Linked DNA regions of Mus musculus: region 2 is linked to region 1. A link is a contact called in public Hi-C data. All regions are on one chromosome and are shown on one strand. The core of a region is the stretch at or near the end of the contact, and the rest is flanking DNA. Distances in the headings are between cores, read along the strand shown.

Evidence for each region. Hi-C and Micro-C count contacts between places; a contact is called where the count stands out from the background.
Region 2: a contact with region 1 is called in a Hi-C map of the C2C12 cell line, with 5 times the contacts expected there. The contact joins two enhancer-like sites. A contact is called at or near these places in 2 of 484 Hi-C or Micro-C datasets (the C2C12 cell line and embryonic stem cells).

Annotation. Positions count from the first base shown.
Region 1 is chr17:63,797,616-63,800,766 of GRCm38.p6, reverse strand. No RefSeq gene overlaps it. Among named protein-coding and RNA genes, the nearest start is that of Fer, 65 kb to the left of the region's middle. Within about 2 kb of position 1,561, at least 50 of the 459 cell types and tissues checked have an H3K27ac peak or open chromatin away from gene starts, as enhancers often do. A contact at or near this core is called in the C2C12 cell line, where this site is marked.
Region 2 is chr17:64,191,714-64,194,864 of GRCm38.p6, reverse strand. It overlaps the pseudogene Rpl36-ps6. Among named protein-coding and RNA genes, the nearest start is that of Gm46590, 60 kb to the right of the region's middle. Within about 2 kb of position 1,639, at least 42 of the 459 cell types and tissues checked have an H3K27ac peak or open chromatin away from gene starts, as enhancers often do. A contact at or near this core is called in the C2C12 cell line, where this site is marked.

The DNA of each region.
Region 1 (3,151 bases), core at 312-2,811:
TTTCTAACCACCTCAAGAACTTACGAGGAAAAGGAGACATCATTCATATCTCCTCAGGTTATCGCTTGTCCCCGCGTGTGCTCACAACGGCACGCCACAGCTAGCTAGAGACACCCTGCTCGCTGCTGCGTTTCTGCTAGTCCAGCCCTGGATTATTCTTCTCTGCCTCATTCCTTCAGGTTGGGTTCTCTCTCCCTCTGCCCAGTCTTTGTAGTGCTATGTGTTCGAACCCCTGGAGAAATAACACTCTCCCTGCCCTGGCTAGACCACCAGAGGTCCTGGTCCTAGCCTGGGTAAAAACTCAGTTTTGACTTTCTGGAAGTATGACTCGGGGAGTGTTTAGGGACTCCGAGGGTTGAAAAGAGATGTGTCAAAGTGTGCCCTGGGAAATGACACCACGTCAGCTGTTCACTTGGACTTTCCGATCTAGGTAGCCAGCGATGGAGACAATGCTCGGTGGCATGTGCTTAGTTTGAGGTTAGGTGTCTAAAGCTCCTACTATGTGCTGGGTCTGGCCTGTCCCACGGCAATGCATTTTTCTTGTTTTGCTTTGAGATAGTGTTGACTGGCTACATCTCTTGATTTTTCTGCCTTAGCTTCCCAAATTCTAGGATTATAGGTATGCACCAGCATATTCAACTAGTATGGTTTTTGTTTTTCTTTGATTTATTCCTATTTTTATGTGTGTGTGTGTGTGTATACAAATACCTGAACAGGCCAGAAGAGGTTTCAGATCTCCTGGAACTGGAGCTAGAAGTGGTTTTGAGTTGCCTGACATGGGTGCTCAGAACCCAACTTACATCCTCTGGAAGAACAGTAAGCATTAAGCATTGCTGCGTGTCTTCAGCCCCATTGCTTTAACAGGAGGTATCCTAAGTGCCGACCTACCCACTTATGGAGTAAGTGGGGCCACAGACCCATTTAACTGAGTGTCACTCAGTCATGAGCTGGTCAGACTGGCCGTGATTCAGAATCAGCTTAGAGAGCAAATTCTTCCTGACATTTCCATTGTGTTATTGAAAAAAATTAGCAACTCCCCCAAATCCACAAGATAGAATTCATTTTAGATTTTAATATTATTTTAATAATTTTTTTCTCCAGATAGTGCTTATCATTGCAAGTACTTTAGTGAACTATTTCTTTTTGGCTTCAATAGGAAACCCATCAGGATAGTGACTGTAATAATAAAATTCTGTGCCAGATGAATCTCTCCACTGTTCTTCTAGTTAACATATAAAGAAACAAAGTCGAACACCAGTCTAGAACCTGCTTCTGAGATTTGTGTGTGATGGTGTGTGGTGTTGTGTGGTTAATAGTTGGGTCTCATATGTGCACGGGGCCAGCTGTCAAAGATGACACTGTGGGGGATCTGCTATGATTGGTGGCCTTGAGCATAGGGGTGTATGTCCATACAATAAGCTCACCGGAATGTGCATGGGGCCATAGCAGCAGCAGCAGCAAAATTGAGTATAAATTCTTGGTTGCTTTCACTCTGAACTCCACCCTTGACTCAAATTATCTTTATCAGATAACGGGTGAGTGAATCATAGTGAGTGATCTCCTCACTATGATGATCTCCCACAAGGGCGAGTGAATCATAGTGAGTGATCTCCTTGGCACGCCTTCCTAACATTCCTGTTGGAGTCATTTGGTTTCAGCCATGGCAATTTTCTCTGCTTCCTTTAAGAAAAAATCTTCTTGATTGAGCTAATGCTTATGATATATAGCAGTTAATATGGGATTTAGAAAAATAGAAGCAAAGCCCACAGACTGATGTAATAAGAGCAGGTGATGAGTTTATATTCCACATGGAATCTCTTGATATATCTACTTAATAACTTTTTAAAAAACATACATGAAATATCCCTAGAGTTTCTTTGTTAAGAGAGTAAAAGGGATGGAATTACCTCAAACACTTTATATAATTTTCTAAAAAGTCTATGCAGTCGCAACTGGTGAACTCAAAGATAATCCCATGTAAATAAAACACGGCCTTCCTTCTTAAATATTTCTAAGAGTGCGTATTGGATCTTAAATGAGAGCACATTCTTAAAAGTGAGTATGGAATGATATTCATATAAGGTGTTAGCATTTCTGCAGTATCCTCTATCCCATTCTAAACCTTAAAAGAGCTCTCTGCCTTCCCTCCTCCTCTCCCCCGCCCTCTCATGTACAGGCATGAAACTTCAGGTTCTTCTGTTTTCGCTTCCCAAGGCGCTGGACAGGAGCCATCACATCTAGTTTTAGAAGAATTTAGTAAAACACCAAAGGCTAAGAGGAATCAGATTCTCTGACTTCTTTTCAAATTAAGCAGATGTGTGTGTGTTGTGTGTGTGTGTGTGTGGACATGCGCACACACCCCTGTTATGTATGGGTTTGTAGGTGGTGGGAGTGGCTGTGAAGGTCACTACTGTCAGCTTGACTAGGTTTAAGATCACCTAGAAGACCACTTCTGGTCATGTCTGAGATGGTTCTTCCAAAAAGGTTTAACTGAGGAGGGAGGCCCACTCTGGCTGTGGGCAGCACCTTCCCCCTGGGCTGGAGTTCTGAACTGGATAAAAGAAGAAGAAAAACAAAACCTAATTGAACCCATATTTTTTATTATGAAGTTAGTTATGATGCCTTATATGAAATTTATTATTATTAAATATATATAATTATACACAATTCCTTTTCCAACAAAGACCATTAGTTATAGAAGTGGACATGGATTTGATTTCTGTTTGGGGAGCAAAAGAAAAGCCAAGGATACTTGAACATGTTTCTCAAAATTCTTGGCGCCTTCTCGACTTCATGGGCAGAGAGAAAGTTTCATAGAGGAGAGTTAGATGAGGAGAGAGAGAAAGGGGAAGCCAGTTTATTCACCCTTCCAGCTGGACAGGTACAACTACTGTAAACTGATGATGGAAAACCACTGCTTCACCAAGTTGCCAGTACCCTCCATTCATAAATGCTGTGCTGCTCTGGGCCCCCTCGGAGCCTGCCATCTCTCCACTCTGGAGCCGGTGCTTATCCTAATGTTTCTAGCTCTTCACGGAAGCTCACAGTGGGTTTTGACGGCAATCCCATGTCTAGAATTACAGGCACGTGTTGCTAGCCTCAGACGAGCCCCTCCCTCAGCCCCACAGCACAGAGGCTGTCCTTGTATGCA
Region 2 (3,151 bases), core at 390-2,889, 390 kb before region 1:
CAGGTTCAGAGGTTCAGTCCAGTATCATCAAGGCAGGAGCATGGCAGCATCCAGGCAGACATTGTACAGGAGGATCTGAGAGTTCTATATCTTCATCTGAAGGCTGCTAGCAGAAGACTGACATCCAGGCAGCTAGGATGAGGGTCTTAAAGCCCACACCCACAGTGACACACCTACTCCAACAGGGCCACACCCTCTAATAGTGCCGTTCCCTGGGCAGAGCATATACAAACTATCAGACCATTCTTGTGTTATTTTGGCAAATAGTGTTTTGCCAAAAAATAGTTTTTGCCCTTGTCCTAAAAGTTCGCCTAAGGAAAAAATGAATAACAACAGATTAATGGCTGAAAGAGATTTCAAGACAGCAGAATATTGGCTTTGTTGCATGGTTACTGGTAACTACATTTATACAGGTCTAAAAGTTGGGCCCAAGAAATGCCAAATGTGTATTTTGGAGCCAAAAAGAGCCTTAGGAAATTGTAGCCAACGCTTGTGTTGAAGGTGATAAGAAGAGGCCTGATGAGAACTGACTAAAGCGAGCTGTGCCCTCAGGGTAAGACCCACACAGTGCCACTCGGTGGTGGTGCACGTCTTTAATCCCAGCACTTGGGAGGCAGAGGCAGATTTCTGAGTTCGAGGCCAGCCTGGACTACAAAGTGAGTTCCAGAACGACCAGGGCTACACAGAGAAACCCTGTCTCGAAAAAACAAAACAAAACAAACAAAGAAGACCCACACAGCTAATGTGCCTGGGGGTCGGGTCTGTCTGGTTCTAAAAAGCAGCAAAGGAAAGCTGCTACAGATGTGATACCGAAGGGGGCAGTTGGGCCTGGCAGCAGCTTCCGGGTTTACAGTCGTGAAAGATACATAAGGAAAGTGGCTCTGGAACCTTCCTCTGTGGTTACAGAGAGCAGCTGGTGCCAGGCAGTCGGCAGTTGAATCCCTGTACGGAGGCCCTGAGAGGACATTGTAGGAAGCTGCCAAAGTGGAACCTGATTGCATTGGAGACACCAGGATATTGGAGAAGTGTCAGAGCCATGAGTGATGCATCTACCAACAGGAGCTGCAGACGGGGTGGAACCCAACCCCAAAGGGAGAAGTATCTTCTAGTCAACAGAGCTATTGGACATATTTGACATCAGACGTGAAGCTACAGAATTTGGATTCCCAGGATTTTCTTGCCATTTCTCCATTTTGGAGTGGATATGGATATATATATACTGAGCCACTGTATGTCAGAAATATGTAATTTGATTTTTGCTTTTGATTTTACAAGGGGGTTTGGTTAACAGAGTACCTTGAGTCTCAATCAATCATGGAGGCAGGAGCTGATGCAGAGGCCATGGAGGGGTGCTGCTTACTGGCTTGCTCCCTATGTCTTGCTTGCCTTGCTTGCTTGTAGACCTCAGGACCACCAGCACAGGTGATGAGCATCCCCACGCACAATGAGCTGGGCCCTCCCCATCAATCACTAATTAAGAAAATGCCTTAGAGCTGGATCTTAGGTGACATTTTTTTCAAGTGAGCTTCCCTCTCTTCAGATGATTCTAGCTTGTGTCACGCTGCCATAAGACTCAACACAGTTAAACTTGAGCCGTAAGTTCCCGATGACATAAGTTCAATGGCATTTGGTAAGCCTTTGGCTGGGGTAAACAGCGAGTTAGTCACCACACAGAATGGGACTAAGAATTCCTAAGAGATGTCTGGAGCATTCGCTGTCTAATTTTCTCTTCTCCATAGATAACTACTTTCCAGCATGTGTCACCATAAATGACACTGCATGCTGAAGAACAGTACTCCATCTTTGAAGCATTTATGTCTTCTTTCTTTCTTTTTTTATTTTTATTTTTAATTTTTGTAGTTATTATCTTTTATTGGGGGAGGGTTCATCAATCCTTCTTGGCCACCGCCTTCCTCATGGCTTCCAGTACGTTGCTTGGCTCCTCCCCCTTTCTCTTGGCACGGATGTGGATGTGCGTGCCCACCTGTGAGGAGGAGTAGCCTGTCACCCACGGCCATTGCCGCCAGCCACACCCCCACCCGTGCTCAACGCAGCACGCTGCCTACTCTCTTCTTGATGAACTTGGGTGCACGCTTGTCCTTTGACACTTTGAGCAACGCCATGGCACACCGCTCTTAGGGTGTGCGCGAGGCTGCACACCTCCCGGATCATGTCTCGCATGAACTTGGTGTGTGCTTGGTGAGGTGTCCGTGGTGCTGGCTGTGTCTCAGCTTGCTAACATTCTTTGTCACCTTGCAACCCTTGTTGAGTCCCACAGCCGTGAGGTAGCACAAGGCCGTGGCTGCTGCTCTCTGATGGCAGCCGAGTCAGGAAGCATTATGGCTTCTAACCAAGACTTTCATAGATAGCATATTGATACAACTAAGGGATTCCTTGGGTCATGGATCCTATATTGATGTCTTACTAGAGTTATAATTTGAGATAAACACAAAGGTATGAGACAGGAAATGAGAAATGACAGTGAGTCGTGCGTCTTTGTCCTTCTAGGTGTGCTGCGCTACTTGGCTCAGAGCCCCTTCCTCTGTCTTCAAGGCTTTCTGGTCTGTGTTCTTATCATCATAATAGCTTCTGTGTTTTCAGAACTCTGGTAGCTATATCGGGCCTACTAGATAATCCAAAATAACCTTCCCATCATTATGACCTTAATTACAAAGCCTTTTCTTTGTATACGGTAAGAGATTTACAGGCTCCAAGAATGAAGTTGAGGACATGGTTGGAAGACCATTATTTAGGCCAGCGTGTCCTGCCCCATTCCCTTTTTGCTATAAGGCAGTCCTCAACCGAGGGCATATTTTTTCCCCCTGCAGGGGATATATCTGACAATGCCTAGAGACATTTTTGATTGTCAGAATTGAAAAGGGTGTTTGTTGGATTGAGGACAGGAATGCTGGTAAACACTCCTCAATGTACAAGACAGCACCACACAGTGAAGGATTATTGATCCCCAAATGTAAGTAATTCAGAGACCAAGAAACTCTGTTAGCACAAGAGCCTGGATCTTATGGAGGTTTTTCATCAACTGGTGTGGAGCACAGCTCTTGCATCCAGCTGTATGTCTTCAGAAGACTCTTTAGAGTCCTGAGGGGAAATGAATTTGGTCCTAGAGTTAAGGCCAGTTAAACCAGAAGCG